2 separate regions of the Sus scrofa genome follow, and region 1 is linked to region 2. The links are chromatin contacts, called in public HiChIP or PLAC-seq maps. All regions are on one chromosome and are shown on one strand. The core of a region is the stretch at or near the end of the contact, and the rest is flanking DNA. Distances in the headings are between cores, read along the strand shown.

Evidence for each region. HiChIP or PLAC-seq counts read pairs in DNA pulled down with a chosen protein or histone mark.
Region 1: an H3K27ac HiChIP or PLAC-seq map of alveolar macrophages shows a contact between it and region 2, with 4 times the contacts expected there. The contact joins two enhancer-like sites. A contact is called at or near these places in 1 of 47 Hi-C or Micro-C datasets (heart right ventricle) and 1 of 2 datasets of contacts at active chromatin or transcription factors (alveolar macrophages).

The regions. Positions count from the first base shown.
Region 1 is chr11:5,926,655-5,931,674 of Sscrofa11.1, forward strand. It overlaps LOC110255799 (a long non-coding RNA gene), which reads right to left. Exons shown (of 4, transcript XR_002336639.1): 4 at 219-2,705. Among named protein-coding and RNA genes, the nearest start is that of POMP, 25 kb to the right of the region's middle. Within about 2 kb of position 3,072, at least 5 of the 83 cell types and tissues checked have an H3K27ac peak or open chromatin away from gene starts, as enhancers often do. A contact at or near this core is called in alveolar macrophages, where this site is marked.
Region 2 is chr11:5,717,449-5,722,193 of Sscrofa11.1, forward strand. All of the region lies in intron 10 of FLT1 (vascular endothelial growth factor receptor 1), which reads right to left. Among named protein-coding and RNA genes, the nearest start is that of FLT1, 77 kb to the right of the region's middle. Within about 2 kb of position 2,318, at least 3 of the 83 cell types and tissues checked have an H3K27ac peak or open chromatin away from gene starts, as enhancers often do. A contact at or near this core is called in alveolar macrophages, where this site is marked.

The DNA.
Region 1 (5,020 bases), core at 1,822-4,321, 210 kb after region 2:
AAAGGGATTCGATTTCAGAGGGCAGACCCAGGGTAAGTGTGTGCAACTCACAGGCAGGCGGTTTCGGGCTCCATATAGGGGAAAACTATCTCACACTTAGAACAGAGTTTCTTAAACCTGAGTCATGTACAGACCCCCTCGCAGAGAAAAATATTCTTGCAGATCCCTAGGGTTTACAAATATTTTTCTTTAACATTTAAAAAAAAATCAAGCTGCAGTTGATGTACAGCATTATATTAGTTTCAGGTTTAAAACAGAGTGATTCAGTATTTTTAGACTATACTCCATTTAAAGTGATTACAAAACAATGGCTGTATTCCCCGTGCCGTACGACATATCCTTTTTGCTTATCCATTTTTATAGCAGTTTGTTTCTTAAGCCTATTATCCCACACCTGTGCCTTGACCGTCCCCTTTCCCCACTGGAAACCACTAGTGTGTTCTCTATACCCGTGAGTCTGTTTCTGTTTTGTTATATACATTCGTTTGTTTTATTTATTAGATTCCACGTAGAATTTTTATCATACGGTATCTATCTTTCTCTGTCTGTCTTATTTCACTGAGCATAATATTCTCGAGGTCCATTGACATTGCTCCAAATGGCAGAATCTCCTTCTTTGTATGGCACGCACACGCACACGCACACACACGAATATCTACATATACACCACATTTTCTTCATTCATCCATGGATGGGCACTTGGCTTGCTTCCGCCTCTTGGCTGCCATAAATAATGCTGCTGCAAACACCAGGGTGCACACATCTTTTCAAATGAGTGCTTTCAGTGTCTTGGGACACACACTCAGGAGTGGAATTGCGGAATCATGTGGTAGTTCTACTTTTAGTTTTGGAGGAACCCCCACATTGACGTCCACAGTGACTGCACTAGTTTACACGCCCACCAGCAGTGTGTAAGTGTTTCTTTTCGCCACATCCTTGCCAACGTTTGTTATGTGTGGTCTTTTTGATGGTAGCCATTCTGACAGCTGTGAGGTGTTCTCATGGCGACTTTGACTCACATTTCTCTGGTGTAATTATAGTGACCATTTTTTCATGTGGCTGTTGGCCTTCTGCCTGTCTTCTCTAGAAAAACATCTATCAAGGTCTTCTGCCCACGTTTAATTGTGTTTTGTTTGTTTTTTTTTTTTGATACTGAGTTGTATGAGCTGTTACATATTTTGGATAGTCCCCTCCTATCAGTCATATCATGTACAAATATTTTCTCTAAAGCATTTCTTAATTATGGGCATATGACTAGGTATAAAGTCCCTATACTCACAGTGGTGCAAACTTACAAATTAAACTACGCCTCCAAATGCAAAGGCAAATGCAAACTACAAAGTCAGCGATATTGCAATAGCCTTATATTAATGTGAGAAATACTATTTGCTGAAACAAACATCACCTTTCAGGATGTGAACACGGCAGCGATGACGGCGTCTGCCTTGGGGAGGGCGGACCACAGCACGTCTTGGGGTAACTCCAAGCAAACCGTTTCTTCTTCTGAACCACAGACAAACCTTCATGTCTGAGGCGTGTGAGTTTCCATCACTAAAACTGACATCACGTGTTGCCTATTAAGTCCAACTCTGTTCCTGTCTTACTCATCCGGGACAATTAAAGCGGAACCGGTCTCGAAACACAAAAGCAAGGTAAGACTGAAAATCTCTCTGGTGGTCCTCGGACAAAAAGGAGTCATTGCATTTGTCAAAACTCCTAGGATGTATAACGCAGAGAATGAACCCTAGTGCCAAGTATGGGCTTTAATGAATAAGAATGTATTACTATGGGCTCCTCAACTGTGACGAATACGCCACCCGGACGGAAGCTGTTAATCGTGGGAACTGGAGGTGGAGGAGTCAGGGCTGGAAGGTGAGTTTACACTTTTCACTCAGTTTCTCTGTAAACCTCAAACCACTCGTCCACATAAAGTGTACTAATTAAAAAAGAAACGCGTCACCGGAGGAGGCGCACGTATCACTTCCTTTTGGATGGCGATCCCAAGGAAAAGACAAAAATTTGCAGATCGTTTTTAGAACTCTGAGGCCTCCAAGAGTATGTCTGTGTGTTCCATACAGTTGAAGAAATGCTGAAATCGAGGGCGCAGGGATGGAATGGGGTCTTCTGAAAGGCTGCTGGCGCTCTTGCTTCAGAGTGTTCCAGAAGATGTCTGGAAGTCGCCTCTCAAAGATGTCCCGCCGGCGATACTTCCTTCTGGAGAGTGGTCAGAACACAGGATCTCTAATTGCAAGATGATATAGTTCCAGGTTTTAAGGAAGAGTTAACCCTCCATTAATTGGCTTTTAGCTCTATTTTACTCAGACTGCAGTGGGCCCAGTGCCAGGGCAGCAATGTGCTTGAACTTGTAGCTGTCTAAGTCTCTCTCCTAATTCCCACAACTCTGTCCAAAGAGCAACACTTTCATTTAGGCCAACCGATTGTCAATTTTTGGTCCTGGGAAAGAATAACTCATAAAGCCCACTTCATTCCAGCGAACACAGACTGCATTCCTTTCCGATGGCCGATCACATTCCACTCCGAGCTACGGACCATAGCTATGGCTCCGCTTGACATCTTTGGGCAATTCATTCCCTGTTCTCTTAGAGAAACTCTAGAAAACCTTTCTATTTCATTATTCCTTATGGAAAAGATTTTCCTTCCAGGAATCTGACGTTATGAAAGGTCTGTAAAAGACTCCTGTAATTCTAAACTTAAAAAAAAAAAAAAAAACCCACTTTTTAATACTTTATTGAATTCACATGTGTGCATTTTTGTTGTTTTAGCAAATGGCACTGGCATGTTAGAATGTGCAAAATCAGGAGCACTGAGTAAGTGGAACCCTCATTTAGATATCATTGCGTCTACATATTTAATTTCTTCAGCTGCAGTAGACTCGTTTCCCATCTGAAAGTAAGGAAGCTGGATCCTAGTCGTAAACGTGGGTGTCTCCCGGAGGCGCAGCACCCACATTTTCTGGTTCCCGTCTGCTCTCTCCCCTGTCCTCTTAGCTCTGACTTTTCACACTTCTGATTTGGGACTTCCAGAAAGGACGGCTGGCAGAGAGGCACGGCTTTTCATCGCCACCTACCGTCTGCTTCAAGAACTGCACTAGCATTTCAGACGGCCTCGTCCCAGACCCCTGAGGGCCCACCGCTCTCCCAACCGCAGAAAGAGGAAATGTTTCAGAAAGAATAAAGGAAATGCAATAGGAGGAGTAAAGTGGAAGAACAAGTGAACATTCAAAGATACGTCTGAAAGGGCTGCAAAATGAGTCGCCAAGGAAAAATCTGTTTCTATCTCTATCTTGCTATTTCCAAAAGTTCCCGTATTTATAAACGGTCACAGTCAATATTGAATAGGTTGCAGTGAGATGCTGTTTTCAATGTACTAAGCTCTAGAAATTACTCTCAAGTCGAATTAAAAGCCGTCCTTTGATAACATATCTACTGAATGATGTAAACACACTTGTTTTTGTGATTGCTATCCCAGTGTGTTCCCTGTTTGAAGGACATGATAAAGTTAGCAGCAAGGTATTTTTGCACCAAGGAACAATCTAAAAAAAGACACAACATGCCTCCCTGATGTGTAGAGATTCTTCTATTTTTCACTGCAGGGGAAATTTTTTTTCCTACTTTCACCAGTTTCAGGAAAGGGTGGGTTAGAGTCAGGGGCTTCCTGAAACTTTTCAGAACAAGAATTCTAATGAAGCAGTGTGTTTAGAGGGGGTCCCCTGAGAATCGTGTTTTGGAACATACCGACCCCATGTGGTATTATCTTTGCCACCTTTTGCAGTTTCGTGAGATTTATTTTTAATCTTTAACAAAGCATGCCTGTGTTTATCCTAAGTTATGAAAAAGTGTAATCATTGAAAACAAAACTTTAAAAAATAATTAAATATACAATGCTGAAACATAAAAGTCAGACAGAATGTTACTTGAACAAGAAAGAGCTTCCTAAAGATCAAAGAGTGCTGTTTGTTTTATTTGCTAAAGACAAATAACAAGCACTTTCACTTTAAGGGATTCGAAGGCTACTTGAAGGAGGTTAGACGGCTGCACTGCCCAACCCCCGCCAAGATAAAGGCTTCCCACCCCCTCGTATTCAGAGCTGGAAAGTTTACTTATTTACATTAAAAACATATATTTCGTGTTTGGAATGGAATGTTGAGATTTGACTGAAGACAGTACATGAATCAAGCCAATGGCATTTTGGGGCATGTCTTTCAATCTTACTTAAAATTACGGATGAAAGAGGCAGTACTGGGGCCTTTCCTTTGTGTATGGGCCGTATATAACCAGTGCAGCCCCGAACAGGAACTAGAGCTGCCTGGGCTTCTGCGTCCATCTCGGATGCAAGTGCTTCCGAGTTCAGGGCGGCTCTCACACTGTGCCGATTTAACACTACCTTTAATAAAGAAGGGAAGGATGGAGTTCCTGTCGTGGCTCAGAGGAAACGAACCCGACTAGGAACAAAGAGGTTGCAGGTTCGATCCCTGGCCTTGCTCACTGGTTAAGGATCTGGCCATGAGCTGTGCTGTCGGTTGCAGGCGCAGCTCGGACCACGCATTGCTGTGGCTGTGGCGTAGGCTGTCAACTACAGCTCCAATTCGACCCCTAGCCTGGGAAGCTCCATATGCAGTGGGTGCGCCCCTAAAAAACAAACAAACAAACAAAGGGAAGGAATGTGTTTTTAGAGCAGTGAAAACCCTTTTTTCCCTAAGTACCTACTGATTTGGGTTTTAAGTTAGTGATATTAGCTAGTTAAGTCGGTTAGGGGCTGACATGTCAGAATAGGATATGATGGAAATACATCTTCAGTTCAATTGGTGGTGGCCTGGAAGAGACAGGTTTGTACAATGATGGTCCTTCCTTTTATGGGGCCGTTGTAATCAGCCCCAGCAACTTGGTGCAATATCCAGTCGTTTCCAGTTTGCAGTTATCACATAAGCCCTACAAGAATACTATTCAAGAAAAACAACAGTTCTTTTCATTTATTTTGTATATGTCCCCTCCAAACAGCT
Region 2 (4,745 bases), core at 1,068-3,567:
GCAAATCAAGGCGGAAAAATGTCTTTGAAAAAAAAAATGGGAAAAAAGACCACCTGGAACCCAGCCAGAGGCCATGCCCGGGCCGGCTCCCCATCACGGCGCGCCATCCTGGTCCTGCCGCAGGGCCTCGTGTAAACTTCCCTCCGCCACTGCCGGTGTTGTGTCAAAACATTAGAGATAGTGTGTCCAAGCCATCAGATTAATAGAATCTGCAAGTGCTATCTTTTCCCTTCTCTCACGTTCTCTTAAAACAAATCAAACAATATAGAGGAGAGGATGCTGGCGGAGAACGGCAGAGGCTGGGAAGGAGTGTTTAGACAGAAGGGTTCCTGCTGCTTCTGCTCCAGGAAAAGGGCCTGGGCCTTTGGGGGTGGTCCCGGGGTCAGGCTGGGGCAGGGACGCTGGGGGAGTGACTCTGCTTGTGCCTCGAGAGACCCTGTGCCGCTTTGGAGGCCACACTGCAAGTTACTTCTGGTCTGAATGGATCGGGGGAAGTGGAGCGGCTTCTCGGGGCCGAAGGCTGTGGGTCAGCTCCGGGGACAATGGTGGAGGTGATCCAGCGTCCTGGCCACCTCTCTTGAGATAAGAGCTTTTCCGTGCGCGGCTTGGCCTGCACTGCTTCCTGCTCTCAAGGGCCCCATGGTCCATTCACACTCAGAACGAGGCCTGTCTTCCCAGCCTCTGCCTTCCTTCCTCCTCTGTCCCCTGCTCGCCTCCCCCAAGAGCTCCAGTCATCCCCCCACTCCTGACTGACTCTCTCTGTCTCTCTCATGGAATCTGAGGCAGGGTTCTAGGCATGCTGACAGCCCTACACCGGGGTGACTGTGAGGCCAGAGGGTGGATACAAACTCGGTTACACCCAGCCAGGAACCTCAGAGAGGCCATCTCTTCTCATTCATTTTTCTTCCTAGTAAAAGACCAGTCAGCGGAGGGAGGGTAATTTAATAAACAAAAAAATCTTTATTGGTTACCCCATTTGATTGGGAAATGCAGGAGTGGCCATAAATAACATTCAAGGCATCTCAAGGTATTAGCTCTAATCACTCAGGGAACAATATTTGTAGCTACGGTCACATTCTGTCCTCACACTGATTGTACAGCAGTCAGGACCGAAATGTCCCGCAGGCCTTCGGGGGGTGGGGGAGGAGAACCACATTTAGCGGGAATTCTAGAGCTGGTCAGATGGGAGCTCAGCCCATGGTGTTGCAACGTTCCGGTTATGTAACAGCGGGATGGCAAGGTTGGGAGAATCACTGTCGTAGGAAATTGCTCAGAGGACGTGCGGTCGTTTTGGTTCCTTACTCTGAAAAGCACTGTGTCCTGTCAGCCCCCAGAGTCACTTTTAATAAATTCCGCTGTGGTGTCACAGCACCGGTTTCCACGGAGGGAGTTTATGGTCCCCAGGCCTGTGACACTCTCTGTAGTAGAAATCGGGCTGAGTTCCCTTCCTACAGCCCACAGAATAGGAGACGAAAAGTCATTTTTCTTGGACCTCAGTTCCCTAAAACGTCGGACTGCTCTTGCTCTGCTTTTATCTTATGGGCCCTTCCCCTTGCAAACATCCATTTATTTCCTTTTCTCTTTTTTGGTGCAGACAACTGGCACGTTGAGGACGTGGGCCGCATCGCCATCCTAGTCTCATCCATGTTCATCCAGATCTGCTAAATCATTAATGAGTGGTACTTTCTGCAAAGCACCTCAAATTCTTTGGGCACAGATGTCCAGCTTGCAAGAAGCAACCCCACACCACTAGCCACTAGCTTTCTTACCGAGGTTAAAAAAACAGGCAGGAGGGAGAGAATTTAGAGAAGATCCTTTGGCATCAGCACACAGGAGGGTGATAATAAGTGGGTTAATTTGTGTAACAGCTCGGCACAGTGCCTGGTACACAGCCGACCGGTCATTCATCAGCTACCCTTATCTGGCCAGACTGAGGGCTACTTCAGAGCAGGGATGATGTCTTATTTATCATCAGAACCTCAGGGTTTAGCCCCCCTACCTGGGGAACAGTGGAAGAGCACGCACGGCCTTGCTCGGGTGACAGCCCGACGAGCGGAGTGAACCCTGATGACGGGCTGCCTAGACGTGGCCTCGACCTGAGGTGGGTGTCAGCCCCGCCATCCATCACGTAGCTCATACGTGCTGAAACGGGGGCACTACTGACCCTCCAGTGACCGCGCACCTCCCCCCTCCGCCAAGCACTGAGTCACCACCATCAGGGCTGCCCCGCCCCCTGGAGGCGTACGAATGACACAGGGACCTGACTGCGACCTGGATGAACCCATCACAGCAGCATCAGCCTCTGACAGGCTGAGGGTGGGTGGACAGTGTCAGCTCACACCGCGATGCTGCTACGTGGAGAAGCATCGCCGGCAGTGCTCTTCCCCTTTCTACTCGGACAGGCCACTTTATTCAGATCGGAATTAATTTTGTCCACACATCTTCCAGAAGTAAAAATCATGCCCTCTGGGAGTGCAAGATTTAGGTTCTTCTGGTATTAAGGATATGTTTAGTGAAGAGACACGTCAAATACGTGGAAACATATCCGAAGACAATTCAGCACAAGCAAGTAATACGTCAAGAGCCCACGCACTACAGCTGTCGGCAGGAGGGGACTTGGGTCCATGAGCGTTTGAACAGCTGAGGCAGAATTCACAAACGCAAGCAGGTCTGGGATATTAGAACTCCTCTAACTTCCTCAATCATCTGAACATTCTGCTATTTCCGGGCCCCTCTTAACTTGTTTGATGTAAATCACCATGGTCAGAAGATCCGTCCAAAGACGCAAGTGTGCTTCCGGGGAGAACACGAAGCCAACAGCACGGAGCACTGTCAGCTGGCCACCTTCCCAGGATACCCCTCTGGACCTGAGGCCACTCCGGAGAGAAGCAGCTTTGCAGTGGGTGGCCACAGAGCAACCGAGAGGGACTGGACAGCTTTCAGCAGACAGACAGGCTCAGCCCTACATAGACACGATCTCGTTTCTTTCCCCTGAACGACCTTCGGAGGTCAGTGTTCTTGTCTCTACTGTTACGATTCGGAAACGCAGACCCAGACAGGTGGTTGGCTTTGCCCAGAACCACGCACCTGGCAGGAGTGGGGGTTCAGGCTCCAGAGCTCTTGTCCTTAACCCCTAGACCTCAGTGCCTTTCCGCACCCTGATGCCTCTTAAACTGGGCTCTTGATGTCATCCACACAGGCTTCTCAAAACAGACGTGCTTCCGGGATCATGAGCTTTTGACCCAAAATTACTTATTTTAATGTCTCCGTGGTTGTTACCACACCAGGCCTCGTTAGTGATAAATGATTAGTGCCTGGGTTCAGGGAGGTGCTAGAAGACCAACTTTTATCGTGGACATGTCAGCTGGGCCTGGGTCCCTAACAAGGTCCTTGGAACTCTGTGCCTCACTGAGCAAACGGGAGTAACCACAGTCCCACCTCGTGCGGAGTCTCTAAGAATTAAATGAGATAATACACAGAAGCACATGTTCAGCACGCACTCTACAGACAGATGCTTAATACCTTTCCGCTCCAAGGAAAATAAAAACAGAAGCCCCCAGCAATAGCGTCCTCGACTGGCCATCCATTTCTCTTTGGCTCTAAGTAGTTTCTCAGTATCCCCATTTATTTTCCTCACCTGATGGACGCAAAGACCCTCTCACGCTCACAAAGAGAATTTCTCAATAAGGCAGCAACCCATGGCCACCTGAGAGTTTTTCATGATGAGGACAGGCATAGGGAAGACGGAAGGGCTAAGACAAATGGGAGAATCAGCACCCGTGTAACTTTTTAAAAAGCCCGAGGGCAAGCCCAAGTCGTTGGTCTTCAGACACGGAAGGCAGAGCTTCCAAGGCCACGAGCAGGTGAGGGCGGGAGTAAGACCGCACCGCCAAGTCTGTACAAACCCATCTCTCTGTAAGGAGGTGGAGGGGGGCTATGGTGGAACAGAGAGCACGGGGCCAGGCCAGGGAGCTGGAGCCACATGACTGGCTGGGTGGACCAGGCAACCCCCAAGTCAAAAAATTCCAGGTCGGGTCCAAACCTACCTTGGCAGGTTTGGTTTTCTCTTCCCTCAACCCTGCAAGCCAGCCGCTGACGCTCCAGGCCTGTCCACTTCCACCCCTGGGTCACCATCTCACCTGTGCTGCTCCCTTCCCACTCGAGCTTCGTACCTTCCCATCAGCTTCGGGACTCGGGTCTCCCCCTCCCCCCAGGGTGCTTCCTCATCACCTGCCGCCCACTAAACCCCTCCTGGTTGGGTTGGCTCCTTTATTCAGCCAGATGATAAGCACCTCCCACAAGGACTCAATGCAGTGTCCTCACAGGTGACTCAGTGCAGAGTCACCACAGGGCCTCAATAGTGGACGTAAGAATAATACAGCAATAAAACCCCCAGAAATTCAAGACTGGGTCTAGTCCTGGGCTGACTGTTATCTAGCTGTGAGGTGAAGGATAGTTACCTTTGAGCTTCAGTTTCTCATCTATAAAATAAGCTCTTAAAACAAACAAACAAAAAACTCTGAACTGCCTTGAATTCTAAGTGAATTCATCATGCCACGTGCCCAGACCCAGGCACCGAGGCTGACATTTGCAGCCTCCGTGTCCCCACCTCATTCGCTCAGCAGCATCAACCCTTGCCCTTTCTCCTTCGTCTCCTTTAATCAGACTCCCTTGTCTCTTGTGTGACCATCCACAGCTTGGGGAGGCCCTCGGGGGGGCAGAGAATACCCCTGCAGGATGGAGGG